Regions from separate parts of the Mus musculus genome. Here regions 1, 3 and 4 are each linked to region 2. Evidence: chromatin contacts called from public HiChIP or PLAC-seq and promoter capture Hi-C data. All regions are on one chromosome and are shown on one strand. Each heading gives the region's core, a stretch centred on a gene start, on an enhancer-like site or on the middle of the called end of the contact. The rest is flanking DNA. Distances are from core to core; before and after follow the strand shown. Region 1 holds the start of Btd (biotinidase). Region 2 holds the start of Mettl6 (methyltransferase like 6). Region 3 overlaps Dnah1 (dynein, axonemal, heavy chain 1). Region 4 has its middle 44 kb from the start of Btd.

What was found. Promoter capture Hi-C pulls out the DNA fragments that hold promoters and counts their contacts. HiChIP or PLAC-seq counts read pairs in DNA pulled down with a chosen protein or histone mark.
Region 1: a promoter capture Hi-C map of neural stem cells shows a contact between it and region 2. The contact joins the promoter of Btd here to the promoter of Mettl6 in region 2. A contact is called at or near these places in 15 of 39 promoter capture datasets (the 3T3-L1 cell line, the C10 cell line, HPC-7-derived erythroid cells and 11 more), 1 of 15 datasets of contacts at CTCF or cohesin (large pre-B cells), 19 of 484 Hi-C or Micro-C datasets (B cells, CD4 T cells, CD8 T cells and 13 more), 21 of 115 datasets of contacts at active chromatin or transcription factors (the 230-238 cell line, DN3 thymocytes, the HPC-7 cell line and 15 more) and 4 of 9 other capture datasets (adipose tissue, liver, macrophages and 1 more).
Region 3: a contact with region 2 is called in an H3K4me3 HiChIP or PLAC-seq map of pro-B cells, with 4 times the contacts expected there. The contact joins the enhancer-like site here to the promoter of Mettl6 in region 2. A contact is called at or near these places in 7 of 39 promoter capture datasets (the 3T3-L1 cell line, Sertoli cells, embryonic stem cells and 1 more), 1 of 15 datasets of contacts at CTCF or cohesin (large pre-B cells), 8 of 484 Hi-C or Micro-C datasets (the AML12 cell line, bone marrow-derived macrophages, differentiating embryonic stem cells and 5 more), 18 of 115 datasets of contacts at active chromatin or transcription factors (the NIH/3T3 cell line, the SCID.adh cell line, T-cell acute lymphoblastic leukemia and 13 more) and 5 of 9 other capture datasets (adipose tissue, embryonic stem cells, liver and 2 more).
Region 4: a contact with region 2 is called in a promoter capture Hi-C map of pre-B cells, with 2.1 times the contacts expected there. The contact joins the enhancer-like site here to the promoter of Mettl6 in region 2. A contact is called at or near these places in 2 of 39 promoter capture datasets (hippocampal neurons and pre-B cells), 1 of 484 Hi-C or Micro-C datasets (cerebellar granule neurons), 4 of 115 datasets of contacts at active chromatin or transcription factors (the 230-238 cell line, bone marrow-derived macrophages, effector CD8 T cells and 1 more) and 3 of 9 other capture datasets (adipose tissue, liver and pancreatic islet).

Annotation. Positions count from the first base shown.
Region 1 is chr14:31,639,619-31,642,318 of GRCm38.p6, reverse strand. It overlaps Btd (biotinidase), which reads right to left and starts at 1,262. Exons shown (of 4, transcript NM_025295.4): 1 at 1,184-1,262. The coding sequence starts at 1,194. Hacl1 (2-hydroxyacyl-CoA lyase 1) reads left to right here and starts at 1,354. Exons shown (of 17, transcript NM_019975.3): 1 at 1,354-1,530; 2 at 1,721-1,825. The coding sequence starts at 1,441.
Region 2 is chr14:31,493,771-31,496,470 of GRCm38.p6, reverse strand. It overlaps Mettl6 (methyltransferase like 6), which reads left to right and starts at 1,431. Exons shown (of 6, transcript NM_025907.4): 1 at 1,431-1,569; 2 at 2,507-2,700. The coding sequence starts at 2,650. It overlaps Eaf1 (ELL associated factor 1), which reads right to left and starts at 1,392. Exons shown (of 6, transcript NM_028932.4): 1 at 1,100-1,392. The coding sequence starts at 1,202.
Region 3 is chr14:31,271,049-31,273,748 of GRCm38.p6, reverse strand. Dnah1 (dynein, axonemal, heavy chain 1) reads left to right here. Exons shown (of 78, transcript NM_001033668.1): 53 at 728-919; 54 at 1,315-1,425; 55 at 2,107-2,292; 56 at 2,580-2,700. The region is part of intron 1 of Gm35823 (a long non-coding RNA gene); the gene reads right to left. Among named protein-coding and RNA genes, the nearest start is that of Gm35823, 4.5 kb to the right of the region's middle. Within about 2 kb of position 1,403, at least 8 of the 459 cell types and tissues checked have an H3K27ac peak or open chromatin away from gene starts, as enhancers often do. A contact at or near this core is called in pro-B cells and regulatory T cells, where this site is marked.
Region 4 is chr14:31,683,550-31,686,249 of GRCm38.p6, reverse strand. No RefSeq gene overlaps it. Among named protein-coding and RNA genes, the nearest start is that of Btd, 44 kb to the right of the region's middle. Within about 2 kb of position 1,374, at least 113 of the 459 cell types and tissues checked have an H3K27ac peak or open chromatin away from gene starts, as enhancers often do. A contact at or near this core is called in the 230-238 cell line, bone marrow-derived macrophages, effector CD8 T cells and 1 more, where this site is marked.

The DNA of each region.
Region 1 (2,700 bases), core at 13-2,512, 150 kb before region 2:
ACTAGGTAGCCCAGGCTGGTCTCAGACTCGCAGAAGTCGACATGCTCCTGCCTCCAAGTGCTGGGATTACAGATGTGAGCCACCACATCTGGCGCTACGATGCCAAATCTCACCAAAATAACAAATAACATTTTAAGCATACTGCCAACAAAAATAACAGGGAGTATGATTAACATATTCCAAGTCCACACAGAGTGCTCTGTATAAATTACAGCGCCTGGGATCCTTACACTGAAGTTGGATGGAACAGCAGTGACTTTGCACTTGGAAGACAGTCACGTCACTTCTGCTTAATCTCTACAGGCAAGGGAAGCAAGGCCCGCTGTACCTTGAACTGCTAGGCGAAGGCAATAACCAGCTCAATGAGTTTTCTCTTTGCCAAATGGCAAAAATGGCCAGTTGAAGACTGATCCTTAATAAATATAAACCAACCAACCAACCAACCAACAAACAAACAAACAAAAGCCCATTCGATCTGAATCACAGTGATTTGTTCCCATCAGGGTCCAGTTTGCCCTTCATAAAGTGTTCTGCCAGTAATTCTGAGAAAGCAATCGGTGTTAAGGGGCCAAGAATCCACTAATGTCTACAAAGCACGCGATGCCAGGGGTCAAGCAGGCTAATCCATGAACCAGTAAGTAGAAAACCAACACTATTACTTTGGTAAAAGTTAAGCAATCATACATTAATTATTAAGCAATGGCTCTAACAGACCTTAGTGATACCCAACTGGAACAAAATAAGTAAATATAAACCAGGCAGAGGGCAGGAGCAGCTACGGTGTTAATAAGTTTATCTCTTGAGCAATTTTGGTGTCATCTCTGATTAAGAATACACCTCTGCTCACAGACTTCTGGAACGTGCACATGATGTGGGGTGCAAAACCACAGAGTTATAAAATCAGAGGGCACAGGAGCACGACACTGTACCCAAAAGCCTGTTTTTTTTCCAACTTTACACTCTCCAAGTTACCCGCGTCCCAGCAGCCTTTGCGTAGCTTGCCTCCAATCAGCGGGAAGCCCCGGCGAGGGCGGGGAGGCGCGGTGGGGCCACGCCCCCTCCTCGCCTGGTCTCTGCAGTCACCCTCCAGATGTGCCATCCCCTCCATACCGGACTGAGCTGTATCGCTACCCTAGTGGAGGACAAAACCAAGGCGAGCATCCTCAGAGATTGGGTTTCTTACCTGCTTCGCATAGGACGCGGCCTCCGGCTCGTCCCGCCTCCTGCTGATGGCGGAGTCCGGAAAAGACTGACTGGAGAATGGGCGTGCTTACATGATCGCCTCACCAAGGACTGACTTCTTGTCCCGCCCCTTCTCCCCTTTGCTTAAATCCGTTGGGCTGCCCTCCTGTCTGTCAGAAGCGGGTGTCACCAACAACAACTCTTAGGCTAGTGAAGCTGTGAGCTGCGAGAGTGCCTTGAAGTAACTTTAGGTGGAAGATGCCAGAAAGTAACTCCGCAGAGGGTAGCGACAGAAGCGAGGAGCAGGTGTCTGGTGCTAAAGTCATCGCCCAGGCTCTAAAAACTCAAGTACGATGGATCCCTCGGGTGTGAAAGGCTCTACAGAAGCAGACGGGGACCTCGCGTTGTCCTAGAGACGGAGGGCAAGGAGGCGGGGGCGGGGGTCCTGTAGGTCTTTCCTTTGGACCCCCCGGGAGGGCAAGAAGGCTGGGTCACCTGATGATAGTTGTTTGTTGCCCCTTTTCCCTCCTACCCTCAGGATGTGGAGTACATGTTCGGTGTCGTAGGCATCCCCGTGACCGAAATCGCCCTTGCTGCCCAGGAACTGGGCATCAAGTACATTGGGATGCGGAATGAGCAAGCGGTGAGTCTTGACACAGGGACCAAATGGCAGCCATTCGATGCACACAGCGTCCCATCGTTTCTAAAGCATTGCACGTACCACTGTTAATCCTCCTTGACAGGAAAATGAGAAGAGAGAGACTAAGTTAAACTTGCCCAACGCGAGTCATTTGGTAGTGGCATTTGAACTCAGGTATTCTGAGTTTGGAGCTATGCTTATACCTTTCTACCGTAGTGTACTCTGCCACATCCAAATATCAGAATCGAAAGGGGTAGTCTTACTTCACTACTAGACTGTTAGTTCTAGCAGAGAAGGCATATTGATTCATCGCTAGGTAAGTGTATTGCCAGCATCTGATGTAGTTCCTGTACATGACAGGTGTCAGAGAGTGATTAGTGATTGAAGGCCAGGACTCATGCAACATAAAGTGGAAGACATTATAGACGGCAGTGCCGTCATTGGAACTCAGGGCTCTCAAACCCCAGTTTGGTGCTTTCCCTCAGCATTATGCCTCCCTCCTTTGGGGTCTTACCTGGGAGAGGGAAAACCAAAGGACATTTTATGAACCCACTTAAAGTATTTTCTCTGGCAGCCCAGGATTACCCTCTCTTAGCAATCCAGGCAAAAATATCAAGTATCTGGTGCAGATGAAGTGGTTCAGTGAAGTTCTACAAAGCCACGTAACCTCATAACCTGAGTGTAATCTCCAGGGCCTGTATGGAAAAATGAAGGCGGTTTCTGATTTATGATTCATGTTGTCCTTGGACCTACACACACACACACAGGCTGAGTTAAATTGTTTTGGACCTACACACACACACAGACAGGCGCTCTCTCTCTCTGTCTCTCTGTCTCTCTGTCTCTCTGTCTCTCTGTCTCTCTCTCTCTCTCTCTCT
Region 2 (2,700 bases), core at 182-2,681:
CTGCAACAGCTGAGTCTGCTGTGGGTGCAAAGCACAGATGCAGCTATGTGACAAGAGGCCACACAGAGATGGGACTTTAATATCTAACACACCCCCCTGCCTGTGTGTTGAGTCACATCGATTAGCTCCCATGACAAAGCAGGTCTTAACCCACACTAACGCTACCGGAAACCCGACGCCTGTGATTCACAGGGATGTGCTTGGTTTGGTCAGCCATGTCCTGACTCAGGACACACAGTGGCAATACCCCTTTCAGAGTCTATAATCACGTAGGAAAGGGCCCAACATAATGACTCTTTCCACATTCCTTATGCTGCCTTCTTCATTTTCCAAACATAGATCAGGCTTTAATTTATGCCAGATGCACAAACTCTAATTTTATTCTTCACCCACAAGTGAGTTGGCCCAGAAGTTAAGGTGAAGTAGGTGACATTAATCTAGCTAGGTATGGTGGATCAGGTCCATATTTTCAGCACCACAGAAGCTGAGGTAGGAGGACTGCAGCATGTTCAGCGCTGGCCTGAATTATATAGTAATTTCTAGGCCAGCATCACTAGTAAGACTGTCTCGAACAGCAACAACAACAAAATCAGTGTCATAAGCAGAGAGGAAGAAGAAACCTTATGGGTGGCACGAAGAATGCAGGTTCCCTGGCTGTGGAGGAGACCAAGAGCAAGGGGAAAGGAGCAAGGGAAGGAATGAAGTAAACGACACTCGTAGCAAACGGAAGACTTTTCCAGGGCAAGAGCCCTGATGGAAGAATTCGACAAAGAGAACGGGGACACAAGGGAGGAGAAATGGGCATCGCTACTAAAGGAGAAAAGTTTGGCTTAAGGGCTGGGAAGGGGAATTTGAAATAAAGGGGCTATGACTTTCTGAAGTGGTATTTGAGACTGTAAAGTAAAAGAATAGTTGGCAGCAATCAGAGGTTTGGTTTGGGAGAAGAGATTTCAAAGTAAAAGAGCAGATCGAAGTTCCAGAGGCTAAGGGATGAGAGGTAAGGAAAGCGACGCTTTCGAGCCGGGATTAGCCAGGGGAGTCTGGGCTTGCACGTGGCGGCCAGGGAGCCCCAAGTGAACCTGGAGGGGCGCTCACTCACAGCGAATCGTGTGGAAGGAGGCCCGCGGCCGCTTCTCGAAGCTTTCCCCTAGCCGCAGACAGTGTTCCTCCCGGTCCAGCAGCGGGTTCGCCGTGCCGTTCATGGCCTTGCACTTGCCCGGCACCCGGATTGGAGCTCTCCTCGCGCGGCCGCAGTCCCCCCGGATCCCCGCGCAAGCGGCCCGCAGGACCGCGCTCCCGGGACACCGCTCCGGAGCGCGCACTGAACCAAGTCCGCGCCCACCCGGGGCCGGAAACCAATCTACTCCGCGTCTCGAGAGACTCTGCGGAAGTAAGGCCGCTGCACTTCCGGCATTGGGGAGGGACTTCCGTCTCCCCAACGGAAATAGCGGGGGCAGTGCCATGGAGAGAGAGTTCTCCGGGACTGCTGCAGCCCACAGTTTTCTGGTCTAAGGAGGAGCCCAGGTCAGCTAGAAGATTCTGCTGCCGACGCCTGGGCTTGACTGACGGGTGAGTGCGCCCTGACCTGTTCTTTGCTGGGGACCCTGGGAGCTCAGAGCGTGGGGAACTGAGTGGACGCGAGTTTGAATGTAGGTATGAGTGTCCCTGGACATGCCCGAGACCCTAGCGGCCTGCTTTATCCGAGGGTTCAGAGAGCGATGACGGTTCTCGGGACCTCAGTCACCCTTCCCCCTACTTCGCTCCATGGTTGCGATGAGAGGATTTCAGTTCTCCTGGCCGACGACGCTTCCTTCAGTTTATGGGTACGATCAGAAACCCCGGCCTCTCCGGATCAGCTCCGTCACCTCCTTAGCCCCCCCGCGATCCCGTGTCTGTTAGGCAATCGTCTACCCGCTTTCGGTTAGGGCGGTTGTTGCCGTTGTTTTGAAGTCACGTTTCCCACGGGCACTGAACGTTGATGAGAATTTTTTTTTCTCACATTTTCTCAGTCAACTCGTGGATGCGTCCCTTTGCCCTAAGTAAACCTATTTCTTGTAGTACTTGGCTCATCTGATTTGAATTGGGAGTCCGGTCCGTGAGAGTTCTGGTCTCTGAGTGTAGTAAGCTCTATGCAGTAGAGACTGTCTTGGTCTTTATGACCTCTCCAGACCCCGGCAGGGTGTTGGGCAGAGTCAGCATCTCGGGAGTGTTAAGTGAATTGACCCCGGAGCCTTAAAGAGCCCTCCGGGAACCTCTCCCCGAGTCTTGGACTCGTTTAGAATCCAAGCTCTAGAAATAATAAAGAACGATCTAGCTTGATGAGGCCCTGGTCACCCGAGTTGGGAGGATGAGGCAAGAGGAAGTACATTCAAGGGACAGGCTGGGCTTCAGGGACAGCCCCTGGCTCAGATGAACAGGATGGGGAGAGAAGCAGGCAGGTTGTTAGAGAATCACTAGTCAGAATCAATCAGTCAACCCCCTCCCCCCCTTTCTCTTTCCTAAGTAGCATCGTATCCTGTTGGAGCTGGAAAGTCACCTGGGGAAACTGCATCAGAGAAACTCCAGTGTCTACAATCTCAGCATCGTTTGTTCAGATGGTTGAAGAACAGAGGACCTATAGCAGCATTGAATGTGTTTCCGGCAACTACAATGGCTTCTTTCCAAAGGAAAGGACTGCAAGCAAGGATTCTTAGCACTGAA
Region 3 (2,700 bases), core at 154-2,653, 220 kb after region 2:
CATGTGCAAAACGAGGCCATGAATCACGTGGTGACCCAGAGTGTGCTACAGATGGTTAGCACCCCCTTCTTCCAAGGGCCCCGACACCTCTTTAAAGATTGCAGATAGGATCAGCCAGGTTTGTCTGGTTCAGTCTCAGAGAGTTGGACCTCTGAGGTCCAAGAGCTAAGATGAAGCCAATGTTTCCCTGGCTTAGACCCAACCTCTGAGGGGACACCATCTTAGGCCTTTCAGAGGGAAGCAGCTCATGGAGCTGTGCCAAGGGCCCTGGACCATGGCTGGGAGACACCTGGGTCCACGGTCAAGGCCAGGTCTGTTCTTGACTAGTATGGGCCTTGGGCTTTTCATCTACATAAAAGGTTGCCTAAGGGCTGGAGAGATGGCTCAGTGGTTAAGAGCACTCACTGCTCTTCCAGAGGTCCTGAGTTCAATTCCCAGCAACCACATGGTGGTTCACAACCATCTATAATGGGATCCGATGTCCTTTTCTGGTGTGTGTCTGAAGACAGCTACAGTGTGCTCATATAAATAAAATAAAATAAATCTTTAAAAATAAGGAGGGGGGTTACCTGGGCCTGGAGGTCATGAGGATCTTAGGAAACTATTTATTTGAGGTAAAATTGTGAAGTGACCCTTTCCTCAGGACCAGGACACGGTGGCTTTGTGGGTACCTGGTACCTGGTCTTTGCTGAAGTGCTACAAGTACCCATGATCTCCACCTCCACAGATTCAGGTTTGCGTATTTATCCACCAGTCAGTGGCCAGCAAATGTGTTGAGTACCTCGCAGAGCTGGCCCGCCACAACTATGTGACCCCCAAGAGCTATTTGGAGCTGCTCAATATTTTCTCCATCCTCATTGGGCAGAAGAAAATGGAACTGAAGACAGCCAAAAACCGCATGAAGAGTGGCCTTGACAAGGTAGGGCTGAGGAAGGCCCGAGGACAGTGGCTAGCTACCTGGGCTGCGTCTCAGCAGTCTTTGATGTCAGGGTGGCCTGGCATTTCAAACTGTACAGCCCAAAGTGCTGAAAAGGGTGACTTCCTTCTCAGTGAAAAAATAAAAATTATCAGTGAAGGGTGAGAGCAAGCAGAGACACCCCCAAGTTCTGAGGGAGTGAGGTGGCCTCCTCTAGAAACCACTGAGCAACCTGGGGGCCACACGGGGACTATTCAGCAGGGCCCTATCCTCAGAACCCTAAGGCCTGGGGTCTCTCTAGTCCCTGTAACACCTGGTTTTTGTTTTGTTTTGTTTTGTTCTGTTTTGTTTTGTTTTGTTTCGTGTTTTGTTTTGTTTTTCTCTGCTCTCAAACTCAGCTGTTGCGCACTTCTGAGGATGTGGCCAAGATGCAGGAGGAGCTGGAGATTATGCGCCCCCTGCTGGAAGAAGCTGCCAAGGACACCATGCTCACCATGGAACAGATCAAGGTTGGGCGGCTCACAGAGAACTCCTGAGCCCACCTCCTGGTCCTATGTGAGGATGCTCAACATCTCAAACAGGGAATGGCTAGCCCCTGGCTTTCACACTTCCGTTCCCTCATTCACTGGGCGGGCGCTCATTTACCTGGCAGGTAACTTAGGCAGGTTAAGCCAGGAGGCACTCCTTTGGCCGGGCATCTATGAAGAGCGAGGCAGATGAGTCCAAAAAGGCCAGGCATTGATGATGTCACAGCTCAGACTGAGCAACAGAACTGGCACAAGCAGGCGTGCAGATGCTGCCCAGAATCAGGGTTTACATCGAGGGTTCGGTCCTCCCAACACAGACCACCATTAGCATGACAGCTTTCTGCCACTATTCAAGGGTCCTGGTCTACCGAGTCAGAGTATTACAAAATGTTCCCTGAAGAAATGGGGAGGTGCATCTTTGCATCGTGCACAGATAGCAACGTGGGCCTGTAGGGCTGGAATGCCCAAACCTGGAAACTCCTAAGCCTTGTTGTGGCCCTGGAGATGTGTGGGAGGATCTCCTAGACTTCCTGGGTCTCAGCAACCTATTGCAACTAAGAGGCCCTTAGAAAAGGTGGAAATCTAAACCCTCAGAAAGAGGGGGGTTGGTATTCCTGCCCTTGCTGCTGGCCACTCACTGGATGCCCTGTTTTCCATCCCCAGGTGGACACAGCCATAGCTGAGGAGACCCGGAAATCAGTGCAGGCAGAGGAGATTAAGGCCAACGAGAAGGCCAACAAGGCCCAAGCTATTGCTGATGATGCTCAGAAGGATCTCGATGAGGCCCTCCCAGCCCTGGATGCAGCCCTGGCCAGCCTTCGAAACCTCAACAAGAATGATGTGACAGAGGTGAGCAGCCAGGCGTCTCCTCACACTCACTGTCATATCCCTTTCTGTGTCCTCTTAGGTCCTAATGGTGTCCCCAGGCCCACCTTGTGCACATCTTTTGGTGACTGTGTACCAACAGGGGGGAACAGAATGAGGGCCAGATCCTCGTTGCTTGTCCCACTTTCCTGGTGCCAAAACCAGGCAGTCCCAACGCCCTAGGTCCTGTGGCAGTGAAGACTTGGTTGGTAGGGCCCACCTTGCCCAAGGGTAGGACTTTCCCCTTCTATACCTCTTGGCATGGCCCATAGGTGCGTGCCATGCAGCGCCCACCCCCAGGAGTGAAGCTGGTCATTGAAGCTGTGTGCATCATGAAGGGCATCAAGCCCAAGAAGGTACCAGGAGAGAAGCCAGGCTCCAAAGTGGATGACT
Region 4 (2,700 bases), core at 125-2,624, 190 kb before region 2:
TTGTGGGTTTTCTTTCTTTCATTCTTTTTCTTTTTAGGAGGTGGAGGGTCACCAGTGAGGGGGGCTCACATGGGGGAAGCAAGCATAACGGGTGCATGTGAGATTCCCAAATAATAAAACAAAAAAATGTTAAACTCTTTTTAAAGCCTTGGAAAAGAGAGGTTAAGGCTCTGAATTTGGAAAATAGAATATTAATTTAAAAATAGATCTATAATAACCCTTTGTGGAAAATAGGCAACAGACCTTACCAAGCCAGATAAAGGGTGTTCTCCCCTTTGTGGTTTCACTGTAGACCAGAAAATGAAAATGTCAAAATCAGGAAGTAAGCAGTTCTCAAGTCCCGAAGCTGTGCACCGTTCTGGTTAGTGTGGTAAAGCAGCTCCTCGCCCTCTCTGCCCCTCTAGGGGACACAGGGGACACGGGTCATTCGCACGCCCCGCGTATCCACCCTGGACATACCAGCGCCTGCCCATCCCTTAGCCATCCTGCCCATCAGAGCGATTGCTGCAGAGTCTCAGTGCTAGAGTCCAGCTAACCCTGACTGTGTTTTATATGTGTCTCAAGTCATGAAAAGCATGGTGTAGGGTTCAGGCAAGAGGAAGGTAGAATTCCCGCAGAACCCCACCGTGAGTGGCAGGGCTTCGAGCAGACCTCTGTGAAGGGGAGCTGAAGCAGAGAGCCTTTCCCAATGGCTGTGACAGTGTTGCCTCCTGACAGGGCCATCTCTTCACTTTTCCTTGCCTTTGTTTCCTGGCTGTGAAACAATAGTGGTGTGCGATGTACAGGGTTTCCGAGCAGTGCTGCCATCTCTGCTACAGACGTGGTGGGAATTAAGTGAGAGTGCGTGGAAGGGGGCTGGTGTGTAACACGCACAGGGTAAAGGTTAGCTCTCTTCTCTGCCCTGGCATTTTATGGGAAGGATTAAATGAGATAATAGACAGCCTAGAATCTGAACTCAGTGAGTTGATGGCTTTGTGACTTTAAAACTAGTCATTTAACTTCTCTGAACTTCAAGTGTTTTGAGGGTTTTGTTTGTAAAATGAGAACATTTAACATTTTTTCCTATTCTTTTATCTCTCTGGCTGCTGTTGCTTGGGGGCTTCTTGTTTTTTTTTTTTTTTTTTTTTTTGAGAAGGGATCATGGAAGATCGGTAGGAGGGACACATGCAGAGGAGATGGGACATGGTCTGGTGTTAGGGAGCACTCCTGAAAGGCGACTTGCCAAACACTTTGCTGCTATGACACTCTTCTCCTAAAGAAGACGTTATGTTTTTTCAGGGAATGAAAATCATTCAAAAGTCATCTAAAACCTACTGCCTTGGTCTGCGTCTGCAAAAACGCACATTCACTGTGCAAGAGTCTGACTAAAGGAAATGCCTTTGTGGAAGGAAGTTAGGGAGGGTGGAGCCTGAGGTGGCTTCAAGTCTACCCTCAAAGACATCAGTGATCAATTCCTTCTGTGCGACAAATATCTGACAAAGTACACAGAAGCCCTTGGGCCCAGAGTGCCCTTCTTCCCAGAATGTCTCTGCTTTAGTATCCTCAGCATGTTCTCAGAAGCCGAGGGTGAAAGCCTGGCCTAATGGAGCACTACAGGGCAGAGAAGGCTCCTCAAGGCTGACTCAAGATGAGAGTGTGTGTACAAATTAAGGTTTTTGAGCCTTACCCCCCCCCCCCCCCGCTGGTGTAGACTGTATTTGCACCAACCTCAGTACAGTTTCCAGTTCTACCAATCACAGGCCCCACATATAGACCAGTCTCAAATCCTGCATTGCACCAATCACCAGCATTGCATCTTGCTGAGTTACTGAGAGCTGCAGCAGCTGAGGGCAGGGCTGCAGGGCTCTGAGCCCTGTCTTGCCTGCAGTACTGCCTTCTAAGGCAGGTGCAGCTGATCTGGAGTAGTTGTGACTCCCAAAGATATGATCCAGATATCTAGGAAATGGGGGTGGGGGTTGCCAAAGCATGGGCAAGAAAACACTAGGCGGTACACTGAGAAGCTGTGCTTAATGGCCTGGCAATATTCTTTTGACACCAGGCACTTTCATTCCCAAACACTATTGTTTCTCTGTGTGGGGCAGCGTAGCATCACTCAGGTAAGAGGTATGGGCAAGATGACTCCATCATTAACCAGAGAAGAGCTTTTGAAAGGGCTGACACACATTCTGGGCTGACCAGCACTTGGTTAGATGCACTGTTGCTTGCCTTGAGCACAGTGACACCTCTGCTCATCTCTGTTGCCATGCAGGTTATGTCCTCGGTCCCCTGGTGTCCTTTGTCTGCTTGAAGGCTCATAAACTTCATGCCCAGAGAAATTGCTGAAGGCTCATAAACTTCATGCCCAGAGAAATTGCCAGGCTGCTCTGGGGACTCCCCTAAGCACCCCTCCACTCACCCACAGGCAGGATCTCCTGTGCCTCTGAGACCATCTGAGCTATGTGGGATAGCTCTGGGCCAGGACATTGCCCAACACAGGAAGAGTCTCTCTCCTGCAGCATGCTTAGGCAGGCCTTGTCATGGCTATTCTTTTTTTTTTTTTTTTTTTTTTTTTTTGGGGTTTTTGAGACAGGGTTTCTCTGTATAGTCCTGGCTGTCCTGGAACTCACTTTGTAGACCAGGCTGGCCTCGAACTCAGAAATCCGCCTGCCTCTGCCTCCTGAGTGCTGGGATTAAAGGCGTGCGCCACCACGCCCGGCGTCA